Linked DNA regions of Sus scrofa: regions 2 and 3 are each linked to region 1. Evidence: chromatin contacts called from public HiChIP or PLAC-seq data. All regions are on one chromosome and are shown on one strand. Each heading gives the region's core, a stretch centred on a gene start, on an enhancer-like site or on the middle of the called end of the contact. The rest is flanking DNA. Distances are from core to core; before and after follow the strand shown. Region 1 has its middle 60 kb from the start of USP27X. Region 2 overlaps CLCN5 (chloride voltage-gated channel 5). Region 3 has its middle 32 kb from the start of CLCN5.

Region 1 (4,367 bases), core at 1,051-3,550:
ATACCATGAGGGCCTGACGGCAGAGACTACATGTTACAAGGTGAGAAAGTAAAAATTCACTTGGACTGAGAAAGCAAAAACCTGGCCATTCATCAGGCCGGAATAACAGACACAGATAAAACCAGCTGCAAATTGAACAGGGAACAACAGTTCTCCCAAAGACATGCTGCTGCGGGGAGATAACAGCCTCCTATGTGAGTGACCATCGTGTTTTTTTTTTTCTTTTATTCACTGAGAAACTTTGTTTTCTACAATCACAGACTATCAGGAACCTTGCTGCTTGAAATGGTATCTGTGAGACTAAAACATCGCACCTTTGTCTGGAGGACATAAGCTTCTTGGACCCAGGGAAGCAACCTTAATTTCCAATGCAGGTGCAGAGCTTCAGATAAGGGGTATTTGGAGATGACATTCCACCTCTATCTTTACTTTGTGGTTCCCAAGGAAACAGGACTCTGGGTTCACTTCCAAGTCCAGACCTGCCATTGACCCCTCCACACAGCCCTGCTTTGAGCTTATGAAAACAATGCTTGGTTTAAAATTCACTTAAAACCCTTCCCCCCAATACCATAATGACTCTTGCTTTAGTGAGATGCTCCGTGGTTTCTCTGGTGTGCAGTCTCCCTTGTTGCTGAGGGTCCAAAAGCCTGACTTTACTGATTACAGATTTGTCCTTGGTGGCCTTGTCTTGACTGGGCTAGGATAGAGGTTTTGTACCCCTCACCACTTAGCTTGCCCAACGTAGGTGTTCAAAATTGTTCCCTACAGTAGACCCTGAATTAGAGTACTGGGGATCATCTGGAGTGATTATACACGTTCCTGTGTCAGTTCTGCCAGTAAAGAATTAGTTGGATCGTGTCAAATAGGTCAACGCGCCCCATTGGCCTGTTTCCTCCAATCCTAGGATAAGGGCTTTGGAGTCAGGGAGACCTAGGTTGGAATCTCAGTTCTACCTCTTACTAGTCCTGTGATTTCCGCTTTCCCGAGCCTCTGTTCTGTAATTATTAAAATGGAGACAGGAGTTCCTGTTGTGGCGCAGCGGAAACAAATCCCACTGGGAACCATGAGGTTGTGGGTTCGATCTCTGGCCTCGCTCAGTGGGTTCAGGATCTGGTGTTGCCGTAAGCTGTGGCATCGGTCGCAGACATGGCTTGGATCCCGCGTGGCTGTGGCTGTGGCATAGGCCGGCGGCTGCAGCTCCGATTAGACCCCTAGCCTGGGAACCTCCATATTCCCTGAGTGCGGCACTATAAAGAGAGAGAGAAAAAAAAAAAAAAAAGGAGACAATACCAAAAACTGCAGTGTAGATTTTCCAGTGTTACTGAGGATCGAGTTGGCTGTTAACACGCATCCCTACATTTGATCACTATTCCTACTACTACTATTATGTGAGCTCGGACACGTTACTTAACCTTTCTGTGCCTCCGTTTCCTATGAATAAAAGTGGAGAAGTAATAGTACTATCCCAGTGGGGTTACTGTGTGCATTACATGAGATCAAAAAAAGTAAAGGGCATCCAACAGTGTCTGGCGTTATGGAGGTTCAAGATGCGTGAGCTAATGTAATTAGTATCACATTTCTACTACTAACTATTCTGTGAGCCCAAAGCTCAGGGGCATCACTTTCGTTCTAAGAACAAAACCCCCCAATATGGATCGCAGGCCCGAAACTGAAAAGGAGCATTTCTTTTTTAAAGGCAATTGATACGCCCACCACTGAGTTAGGCCCCGCCCAGTCCTCATTAAATATGGCAGCGAGCAGGGCCGACCTACTGCGGCTGCGCGCGCGGAAACTCCTCCCAGCACCGTTCTCGCGGCCGCTCTCCCCGCCCTGCTGCCTCCCCCGCGGGCATCACCTAGTCCCCGCCTCCCACCTCCTCCCCGCCTCCGCCGAGGTGTGGGGAGAGGGCTGGCCGGGGCGCGCACGCGCAGACCGCGGCGGTGCTTGGCCGAGCCTTGCGAGGCGCCTGTCACATGAGCCGCGCGCCCGCTCCGCTCCCCCTCCTCCTGGCTGGGCTGTGAATGAAGCTCTGCCGGCTACGTGGGGCGCTAGCTCAACTCAGTGTCCCGGACGCCAGAGCCGACTGAGCGCTCTGCCCGCCGGCGGCGGACACGGGCTCCGCCGCTCCGGACTTCGGCGACAGGTAAAGACAAACGGGCTGTCCCTACCCGAGCAGGTCCTTGGCGGGCCGCTGGCCCTCACCCACCCTCGGAGCACCCCCTGGGCGCAGCGACACAGGGGAAGCGCTCCCCCACTGGCTCGGCCCACGGGAGATGGGGGTTCCCCGTGCCTGGCCGCCGCCTCCTGGTACTCGGAGGAGTTAGACCGGCCAGTTCTAGCCAGTGCAGGGCGGCATCTTCCAGGGAGCCCAGCCCTGTTCTCTGAGCCAGGGTCCCTGCGCTGTCCCAGCGAAGTTTTCTCGCGGAGCCACGCCAAGCCCGCCCCGCTTTTGAATGGGGGAGGTTAGCTCCAGGCATCCCCTTTCCAGGACTGGGGCAGGGTGGCTCTGGCTGGTTAAGCCCTGTCGAGGCCCCGTTCTTATCCATCCTGCCCTGGACTGGCAAGTTTGTGTGGGTCGTAGCGAAGCGGAGTCCAGACTCTCAGAAAAGTGGTTGCTGCGTTTTCCTTTTCCCACTTGGCTCTCCAGACTTTCCAGGCTTGCGCTTGAGCGCCTTCGCCCCAAGGGGAAAACTTTACCTTCACATCGATGCGCGTTTTACCACATTAACGTTTCAGAGCAAATCATTTTCCTGGAGTGCCAAGTGAAGTTGTACGTGTGCCCGTGTGTTAACGTCAGTTGTGAGCTACCCCGAATGAGGGAGGGGAATCCAGATGTGTGGAGCATAACAGGCCAGTAGGAATCTGCTTTACGTGAACTTCATATATTTATTAGCAACTACTTGGGCTTGACTTGCGAAATGTTAAATTCTCCTGGTCCCACGAGGTGCAGATCAGTGCTTTATCACTGCACGCTAAATAAGAGGGGAAAAAAAAAAAAAAAAGGCAAGTCAAGACAGACTGTCCCAGGTTCCAGATAAGTCATCAGAGCGCTTTTTTTTTCCTGGTGAATTCATCCTCGGACTTTTGTGAGTTCCTACTTTTCTTGGACTTCTCTAGCCTTTCCTTATCCAAAGCACTGTCATTTCTCTGTTGGCTTTTGGGGATGAGTGTACACTCTCACACGTTTGTCCTTTAAAGAAGGCATTAAAAAAAGGCCAAAATGGGAGTTCCGGTCGTGGCTCAGCGGAAACGAATCGGACTGCCATCCACGAGGACTTTGGTTCGATCCCTGGCCTGGCTCAGTGGGTTAAGGATCTGGCGTTGCCATGAGCTATAGTGTAGGTCACAGACATGGCTTGGATCCCGCATTGTTGTGGCTGTGGTGTAGGCCAGTGGCTACAGCTCCGATTGGACCCCTAGCCTGGGAACCTCCATATGCTGCCGGTTCGGCCCTAAAAAGGCAAAAGATAAAAAAAAAAAAAAAAAAAAAAAAAAAAAAAAGCCAAAATGATGGCTTTTAGGTTCGCATTAGTCTTAGGAAAGTATGCCTTAGGGCTTTCACTTGGGGGTGGGTGGAGGTGTTGCTTTTGTGAAACTTATGGAAATAGCAATCTACTTGGAACTTCAGGTCAAAAAAAGTGAAGACTTTCTTAGGAAAAAAGCCAATTGGCTTGTATGCTACATAAGGAAGACCAGTTTACTAATGAAGAACTTGTTTAAATGGATAAGCAAAGGGGTTAATGCATTAGACTCCTGAATCAAATGGAGTCAGACCTTTCATTTTTTTCTCTCCCATTCCCAGCGCCTTTCGGAGCCTCGCAGCTTTTGTCCTAAGACTGAATTTGACATTTTAAAAATCGGGATTATCTGAATTGCTTTGGTTTTACTTAAATTAGTATTCCATGAGATTTTTTTTTCTTTTCCTTTGGTTCTTTTCCTTTCTGATTATAAAAACCGTCTAGGCTCCCTATAGGACACTGGCGAAATGTGGGAAAATATATTGAAGCGGAGAGGAAGCACCACGACCCAGAGGGCTTTGCTCTTCACTTCTCATTCTGTCTTCTTTCCTCTCTTTTCCTCTGCGAGATTTTCCATCGCAAAATTTTCCTCTCCTGTCTACAAACTTTTTTTTTTTAATGTAGAGTTGGGTGTTGGGGGGGGGCTGTTGGGAAGGCATCGGCTATCACACGATTCATTTCCCCAAAGTGTGGCACTTCCAGGTAGGAGAGACACTTAATGATTATCTCATCCAGCCACCCTGCCTTTGAGATTCTGAAACGCATTTACTGAAGATCCAGTGATTCATGCAGAATTGGACAGCAGTCACTGGCCGTATTAACCGGCTCCACGTCTCCTCATTCTTCTTT
Region 2 (4,367 bases), core at 684-3,183, 180 kb after region 1:
GTGGCCAAGAATAGGTGTCAAACAACGTGTTAAATTCGACATAATTCCAGTATGTCAATAACCTATGTTAACACTCGTAGCACCTCCCAAACATACCCATGACCCAGCCTGCAGTCCGTTGGAACGTAGGCATAATAGTCTCAGCTTTTTAATGTATGTCTTGTCCCTAGGTGGTCGGTGAATATTTTTCTTTCCTTCGTACACACAGCGTATTTTGTTTTTTAAGCATCGGAGAGCAATAATGGAAGCAGTGTGTCTGAATGCAGGAACAGTCTCGGAATTCGGGGGCTATGAATTTTATGATGTCTTTGCGATTTCCCTAAAGCACCATTCTAGACCATTTAATTTCTTTATGCCAGAGTTTCTTCATCTGGACAGCAGAAATGATGAGAAGGCCAGAATCGAAAGTGCTATCACTCTCTTAACCCTATCAGTCTATTAGCCACGGTGCATATAAGTCCCCATTCACGGTTCATTTTCTCCTAATTTTCTCTGAGGAGTGCTGTGTGTGAAATATTATTTGCTCCTTCTCCCTAAGGAAACTTCCGAATGTTCACGTCCCAGGCTCAGGAGTCTTCAGCCCGTCTACAGCTTCATCTAAGCTTCCACGTACATCACAGTTGGTGCTTTTATAAACTTACTTCCCTTAGCCTACCATGCCTTCCTGCATCACTCAAATTCCCTTGTCCCTGAAGCCAAATTGCTATTCAGACTGAGCCCTTCTCATAGTCATCAGCTGCCCTCTGCAAGCCATCTCCAATAAAAATAATATTCTTCAATGTAGGCAATTTACATTTTCTCAGTTTTATGTGTAAAGGGAGCGTGAAATAATCTTTAATAAATGTGACCATCTTTTTTTTTTTTTTTTTTTTTTTTTATCTTTGCTGCATTCTCGGCATGAAGAAGTTCCCAGGCCAGGGACCAAACCTGTGCTGCAGCAGCGACCCGAGCCTCAGCAGTAACAAGGCTGGATCCTTAACCACTGGGCTGCCAGGGAACTCCTAACATGACTGTCTTTATGGATTAGTATGCATCACCTCTTAAGTCAAAGCAGAGTCTTTGCCACATGGAGCAGCTAAAAGTCAAATCCACACCGCTTGTTCCCACCCACCCACTTTGCTCTCCCCTAAATTTTCCCCATAGAAAGACAGTGTTTAATGCAGGCAGTGTTTTGTTTTTCCCCCTCTTGAACAGGCATTTAATAATAGGTAACTTCTACTAGAGATGCTAGGTGAAAAGCTAACAGGCGGACACTCAGAAGGAGGTTGCAGATGGAATGAGAAATTACAGACTTGTCCATCATTTTTTTTTTTTTTTTCGTCTTTTTGCCTTTTGAGGGCCGCTCCTGTGGCATGTGGAGGTTCCAGGCTAGGGGTCAAATCGGAGCTGTAGCCGCTGGCCTACGCCACAGCCACAGCAACGTGGGATCCCAGCCGCGTCTGCAACCTACCCCACAGCTCACGGCAACGCCGGATCCTTAACCCACTGAGCAAGGCCAGGGATTGAACCTGCAACCTCATGGTTCCTAGTCAGATTCGTTAACCACTGAGCCACGATGGGAACTCCATACTTGTCCATTGTTTTGATCCTTTTTCCCTTATTACCTCTGACGACTGTGGCCTTTCCTTCCCTCCCCTCAAATCAGGTTCCCTAGCTGGCTTGATTGACATCTCTGCTCACTGGATGACAGACTTAAAAGAAGGTATATGCACAGAGGGACTCTGGTTTAACCATGAACACTGCTGCTGGAACTCCAAGCACGTCACCTTTAAAGACAGAGATAAATGCCCTGAGTGGAATAGCTGGTCCCAGCTTATCATCAGCGCAGATGAGGTAATGTGTTGTGAGGATTTCTGAACCACTGCCTTCTCTTCTTAGATTTACTTCATTGCATACATTGTCCTTGTTGGCAATTGCAGAATCTTCCTTTCCTTTTCGTGAAAAAAGGGGAACCAGTGCCAGCTGCTTTTCTCTGTGGTTTAGGTGCAACCCTGTTTCTCTCTTGACATGTGGAGTTGTTTGATGCTTACACAATAACTTAGATTTTTTGCTTGTTTTAAACGAGCCTGGTGTTTCTCCTTAGCTGTTAGGACACCATGTGACTGAATCTATCTTTCTCTAGTGATTTCAATAGAAATGTCAAAGTCGGAGTTCCCATGGTGGTGTGGCGGAAATGAATCCGGCTAGGAACCGTGAGGTTGCGGGTTCGATCCTTGGCCTGGCTCAGTGGGTTAAGGATCTGGCATGGCCCTGAGCTGTGGTGTAGGTCACAGACGCGGCTCAGATCCCGCGTTGCTGTGGCTGTGGCGTAGGCCAGCAGCTACAGCTCTGATTGGACCCCTAGTTTGGGAACCTCCGTATGCCTCGGGTGCTTCCCTAAAAAGCCAAAAAAAAATTAGAAAAAAGAAATCTTAAAGTCAGTCAACAGGTAAGCTATAATTTGTAACAAAGGACGGAGTGGGTTAAAAATGCATTTATTGTATAGACTCCAAAAGCAGTTTTTCCCTGAGCATTGCATTAGAACATTAAAAATATTATGGCGTGTTCCATAGCAAAATAACAGAAACCCTGGAGTAAAATTGCCCATAGTCCCATTTTGAGGTTAAATTAAAATTTTCATTAGTCTTGTTTTCTCGCTTATCTTTTTCTTTATTTCTTTCTTTTTTTTTTTTTTTTTTTTTGTCTTTTTGTCTCTTTGTCTTTTCTAGGGCTGCTCCCACGGCATATGGAGGTTCCCAGGCTAGGGGTCTAATTGGACCTGTAGCCATTGGCCTATACCACAGCTCACAGCAGCGCCGGATTCTTAACCCACTGAGCAAGGCCAGGAATCAAACCCACAACCTCATGGTTTCTAGTCGGATTTGTTAACCACTGAGTCACGACGGGAACTCCTCGATTATCTTTTTCAATGTAAAAATGATTTTCTTGGTTCCTTACCTTTCTGTTACCATTTGGTGTGTATGTTAGATCTCTCCTGCAAAAAAAAAAAAAACAAAAACAGAAGCACACAGGAGTTCCCATTGTGGCACAGTGGGTTAAGAATCCGACTGCAGGAGTTCCTGTCATGGCTCAGTGGCAACGAATCTGATTAGTATCCATGAGCTCGCAAGTTTGATCCTTGGCCTCGCTCAGTGGGTTAAGGATCCAGCACTGCTGTGGTGTAGGTCGCAAATGCGGCTCAGATCCCCTGTTGCTGTGGCTGTGGTGTAGGCCAGCGGCTATAGCTCCAATTTGATCCCTAGCCTGGGAACCTCCATATGCTGTGGGTGCGGCTCTAAAAAGACATAAAAAGGATTCTGACTGCATTAGCTTGGGTCACTGCGGAGGTGCGAGTTCACTCCCTAGTCTGGTACAGTGGCTTAACGTATCTCCATTGCCGCAGATGTGGCGTAAATCACAGCTGCAGCTCAGATTCATTTCCTGCCCAGGAACTTCGATGTGTCACAGGTGCAGCCGTAAATTTTTTTTTTTTTTTTTTTTTAAAGCACACAAGGAGTTCCCGTCATGGCTCAGTGGTTAACGAATCCTACTAGGAGTCATGAGGTTTCTGGTTCCATCCCTGGCCTCGTGCAGTGGGTTAAGGATCTGGCATTGCCGTGAGCTGTGGTGTAGGTTGCAGATGTGGCTCGGATCCGGCATTGCTGTGGCAGTGGTGTAGGCCAGCGGCTGTATCTCTGATTAGACCCCTAGCCTGGGAACCTCCATATACCACGGATGTGGCCCTAGAAAAAGACAAAAAGACAAAAAACAAAAACAAAAAAAGCACACAAAACATCCCTCAAATCTCAATTCCCTCTGTGGTGCAATGGGATCAGTAGTATCTTTGCAGCACTGGGATGCAGTTTTGATCCCCAGCCCAGCCTCGTAGGTTAAGGATCTGGCATTGTAGGTCGCAACTGCAGCTCAGATCTGATCCCTGGCCCAGGAACTCCATGTACCCCCCGGGCAGCCAAAAAAGAAAAAAAAAGTAAGAAGATAATAAAGTCAGAAATAAGAGTGTTACGTACATATCTGACTATGCATATTGGCTTTGGGAAAGAATTCAATAAAATGGTCAGATACGTTCTAAATATGTGAGAGGGTTTAAGTCTGCGCTTCTCAAACTGGGGTAAGGTCAGCGTACCAGAGGGTATGGGAAACCTCAGGGTACATGCCACGTGCCTTCCCAGATTATCAGGTTTTCCTGAATATTTGGAAGAAATGTTTTTCAGAAATTAAATGTAAGAGTCATTCAAAAGGAATGCAAAATTCTCATGTTTAAGATAAAACAAAATCTTATTTCAGCTCTGCTCCTGGGTGCTCCACCCTCTATCTTCTCTCTTAGATTAGGAGTACATGCTTGGATAGAAAAATTTGAGATGCCCTGG
Region 3 (4,367 bases), core at 554-3,053, 130 kb after region 1:
AGATTATTTACTGAGCTCTCTCTGTGTGTCAGGCACTTAGGAACACAGGTTTAAGTCACCCTGTCTGCAAGTAGCTCAAAGTATAGTGGGCAGAAGGAGGGTGATTTTATGTCTGTGCCAGTCTTTATCACCTTCCATGTTTATGTTGAGGGTTGACCTAATGTTCTATTTTTAATGATTTTATCATTAGTATTAATGATAGTCTTAATGATAATACTCTTATCTTGGTAAATTTTATAATGCCTCTCAACCCTTTCTTCCTCTTGCCTTCTCCCTTTTCCATGTTTGTGATGTCTAGCATATATCCCTTACACAGAATGCCACTTGCAGGTCAACAGTTATCTTTGTTGAGCCAAAAAAAAAAAAAAAAAAAGGAGTTCCCATTGTGGCTCAGTGGGTTACAAGCCCGACTAGTATCCATGAGGATGCAGGTTCGATCCCTGGCCTGGCTCAGGGGGTTAAGGAGCCAGCATTGCCCTGAGCTGTGGTGTAGGTCTCAGACGCGGCTCTGATCCTGCATGACTGGGGCTGTGGTATAGGCCGGCAGCTGCAGCTCCGATTGGACCCCTAGCCTGGGAACCTCCATATGCTGCGGGTGCAGCCCTGTTACCATGGGAATATGTGATATACTTTATATTTTTATTTGAAGGGTCATGTGTCAATAAGCCTGCCTATTCAGGTTTGTACATTTGTTTTTGCCAAATGGGCTAGTTGGGATGGAAATACTAATTTATTTGTACCAACACGTGTCGCTGTCATTAGTTAAACAAGATGCTAGTGTGCCATACCACAAATTAGCACCACCCGACCCCATCCCCACCTGGCTCTTTCCTTATAACTGTTGGGAACATGTGCTCCTTCTACCCCTTTGTCCCCTTCCTCCTCCTGCCCAAATCATCTACAGCAAAACTGGAAATGGCAAACTGCCTTCCTAGCCCTTTCTTCCTTTCTCACTTCCAGTCCACTGCTGCCGCTCTTACCTCCTAAAAGTATTTTTTTTTTTTGTCTTTTTGGGGCCGCACCCATAGCATATGGAGGTTCCCAGGCTAGGGGTCCAATCGGAGCTGTTGCTGCCAGCCTATGCCAGAGCCACAGCCACACGGGATCCAAGCCGTGTCTGCAACCTACACCACAGCTCACGGCAACACTGGATCCTTCACCCACTGAGCGAGGCCAGGGATCGAACCCGCAACCTCATGGCTCCTAGTTAGATTCATTTCCGCTGTGCTACGACGGGAACCCCAAAGTGTGCTTTTTTATCATGTGGCTCCTCAGAAACTACACTGACTCCATCGGCTTCACAGACACTTCCCGATCTGTCTCCATCCATTTGGTCATAGCCAGCCAGTCCTCTCGTCAAGCACAAATGCCACCCTCATTCTCATCTGGAGCCTCTGGCCATTATATTTCCTGGTCCTGGCATACCCTCTTTCCTCCACGAAGCCTTCTCTAGCTCACCATCTCCTCTCCATTTTCTCAACGCCACTTTCCCTTTTATTCTAACAGTTTAACACTTAGCTGCTGTGTAGTTGCATTCTGTGAATGTATCCTCCCCCAGCTTGACCGTAAATTCCTTGAGGGTAGTGACAGGGTAACAAATGCTTTTTGTATCCTTCATCCTCTCCCCCTCATAGGGCAAGGCATAAATTTATTGAGTGACGGCCCCATAAATATGTTGATTGGCTATTAACCCTTCGTCCCCAACAAGACTCCCCCTGAGTAAGCATTTATCGAATACCTTGTCTGGAACAACACTAGAGTTGTTGAGACAACAGAAATGAGAAGGACATGGTGTAGTCACAAGACTCCAGTGGAAGAGATTATGCAATCAACATAGATGTCTGGACAAAGGGGGGCTGAGGGAAAAGCCTGTTTGAGCTGGCCCTAGACGGATTGAATGGGATTTCACCCGGCTGAAAAGAGGACGGGGGCGGGGGTGGCTGGATAGGATTTCAGACGGAATATCTGGCCTGAGCAAAGGCATGGGGGTGTAAAAATACATGGCCTCTGTGGAGCCTAACAAATCTGGTGGCAGAAGATACGTCTCTCTGGGGGAATGGGATCTAGATTTGAAAGGGCTCTGAATGCGATGCAAAGAAATAGAAACTTGACCCAAAAGGCCGGGGGGAACCAGCTTATGATTTTAAGCAAGAAGGTGACAGAAGACACTGAAAGTGTCAGCTATGTAATACAGATGTTGACCAAAGAACATCCCCCCCTGTTGGCCCAGCACCCCCCCCGCCCCGTTGGCCCTCCCCATAGCCCTCCATTATATGACAAGCCCTATAGTAATCCACTAGTTGGGATAAAAAAACAAATCCTGTTCCTTTGTTCCTGATCAACCCTAACGTCTGGTTGACCTCAGGCTTGTGACCATCTAGAGGTTTGACTTATTCCAGATATTCCATTCCCTGGACTGATATGTCAGTACAAAGCCCCAAAGTGTTGGGGAAAGAGCAATAGGCTTAGAAGCCAACTAAAGGCAGAATCCAATCTCAGCTTTGAGGAACTTTAAGTTGTTTCCTCATTATCCTGCTGCCTTAACTTTTTCTTTGGAACTTTTTAATGTCTGCCAATTAAAACCAAAGACAACCAGAGCAGATCATCCACGGGTCCCTATGACTCTGAGTTGTCCTGATTATGGGTATTTTCTTGGTTGGACTCCACTTGGTTGCATCTGTTTCACATGATGTGCTTGCTGCTGCTACTTTTCTTTTGTTGACCCTTTATTTCTCTGTACTTGTTAAGGAAGCACTTTATAACCCAAACACTGCACCAGATAGCTGCTCCAGGAAATGTTTGAAATGAGGCACCTCAATTTAGCTGGAGGGTTCTGTGTCAGTGGGTTACAGGAAGGAGTTTGTAAGGTCCCTATGGGGAAACGGAAAAGTTTTCCAACTTCTCCTTTGTTGAGTCTTCATCTTGTAGCGTCATTATTTTGTTTTAATGAATTCCCAGAACAATATGTTCACCCTCTGAAAATACAACTACAGGACATATTCCAAAGCCAACTATAAATTTTTTTTGGACTCCTCATACTTTTCCCTCCTATGATTTGTGTGGCTAATGTAGAGTTCCTGGAACTGTGTATTTTAAAATCATTTCCTGGAGTTCCCGTCCTGACGCAGCGGAAATGAATCCAGCTAGGAACCACGAGGTTGTGGGTTCGATCCCCGGCCTCTCTCAGTGGGTTAAGGGTCTGGCCTTGTGGTGAGCTGTGGTGTAAGTTCCAGACGCAGCTCGGATCTGATGTGGCTGTGGCTGTGGCACAGGCCAGCAGCTATAGCTCCGATTGGGCCCCTAGCCAGGGAACCTCCATGTGCCGTGGGTACAGCCCTTAAAATAAATAAATAAATAAATAAATAAATAAATAAATAAATAAATAAATAATTTCCTGAATGAAACAGGGAACCAGTGAAGAGGGAGGGAAAGGATTCTGCATCATTTTGCAAATGTTCTTGCCTACTTTCAGGGCTAGTCCCTGGAATTCACCGGCATTTAATGAATTTAAACAGAAAGAAAATCTCTCCAGTTGTACCATGATATTAGCCTCAGTTCTTCTCATCAGCTAAAAACGGTGTTTATTCTCTGTTAAGATTTCTAGAACCCTGGCATACCTACTCTTGAGATTGAATGCTTTTATAGGTTCATTGAATGTAGTTCATATTTGTAGACAAATATCAACTGCAAATATTGGCTCTAATGCCACCTGCATTTGAAAGGGAAAGTCAATGTGGGGGTGAGGGCAGGGAACATGCCTTGTTTGGATTTTATTATTTGTGCTTAGGTTAATGTTATTTCTGCTTGTTTTTCATTTTCATCCGATTGAGTTTCAAGTGGCAACAGAAGTGTCAAGTGGAATTCTTGGGCATTCAGGACTGGAGCTTGAGATAGAGGTGAGAGCTAGAGATAGTAGGTTTCCTTAAAGGATAAGATAAAGGAAATCTGAGCAAGGCAGGGAAGGATCTGTTATCTCCGTTGGATCCAGACAGCAAAGTAGAAAAGCTATTTTTTTTTCTTAAATAAAGGCACTTCTGGAATTCCCATTGGGATTCGGCGGTAACGAACCCAACTAGCATCCATGAGGATGTGGGTTCAATCCCTGGTGTCACTCAGCAGGTTAAGGATCCGGCATTGCTGTGAGCTGTGGTGTAGGTCACAGATGCGGCTTGGATCCGGCATTCCGGTGGCTGTGGTGTAGGCTGGCAGCTATAGCTTGATTCGACCCCTAGCCTGGGAACCTCCCTATGCCGCAGGAGTGGCTGTACAAAGCAAGATAAATAAATAAATGAAGACACTTCCTGGACGACAGGCGGGAAGACTGCGAGATTCCGAATTTCCTTGGTGGCGTTAGTCATAGCAAAAAA

The links. HiChIP or PLAC-seq counts read pairs in DNA pulled down with a chosen protein or histone mark.
Region 2: an H3K27ac HiChIP or PLAC-seq map of alveolar macrophages shows a contact between it and region 1. The contact joins two enhancer-like sites. A contact is called at or near these places in 6 of 47 Hi-C or Micro-C datasets (embryonic fibroblasts, mesenteric adipose tissue, omental adipose tissue and 2 more) and 2 of 2 datasets of contacts at active chromatin or transcription factors (alveolar macrophages and skeletal muscle).
Region 3: a contact with region 1 is called in an H3K27ac HiChIP or PLAC-seq map of alveolar macrophages. The contact joins two enhancer-like sites. A contact is called at or near these places in 2 of 2 datasets of contacts at active chromatin or transcription factors (alveolar macrophages and skeletal muscle).

Annotation. Positions count from the first base shown.
Region 1 is chrX:43,611,676-43,616,042 of Sscrofa11.1, forward strand. No RefSeq gene overlaps it. Among named protein-coding and RNA genes, the nearest start is that of USP27X, 60 kb to the left of the region's middle. Within about 2 kb of position 2,301, at least 57 of the 83 cell types and tissues checked have an H3K27ac peak or open chromatin away from gene starts, as enhancers often do. A contact at or near this core is called in alveolar macrophages, where this site is marked.
Region 2 is chrX:43,787,793-43,792,159 of Sscrofa11.1, forward strand. It overlaps CLCN5 (chloride voltage-gated channel 5), which reads left to right. Exons shown (of 11, transcript NM_214139.1): 3 at 1,646-1,833. Among named protein-coding and RNA genes, the nearest start is that of CLCN5, 11 kb to the left of the region's middle. Within about 2 kb of position 1,934, at least 1 of the 83 cell types and tissues checked has an H3K27ac peak or open chromatin away from gene starts, as enhancers often do. A contact at or near this core is called in alveolar macrophages, where this site is marked.
Region 3 is chrX:43,744,623-43,748,989 of Sscrofa11.1, forward strand. No RefSeq gene overlaps it. Among named protein-coding and RNA genes, the nearest start is that of CLCN5, 32 kb to the right of the region's middle. Within about 2 kb of position 1,804, at least 3 of the 83 cell types and tissues checked have an H3K27ac peak or open chromatin away from gene starts, as enhancers often do. A contact at or near this core is called in alveolar macrophages, where this site is marked.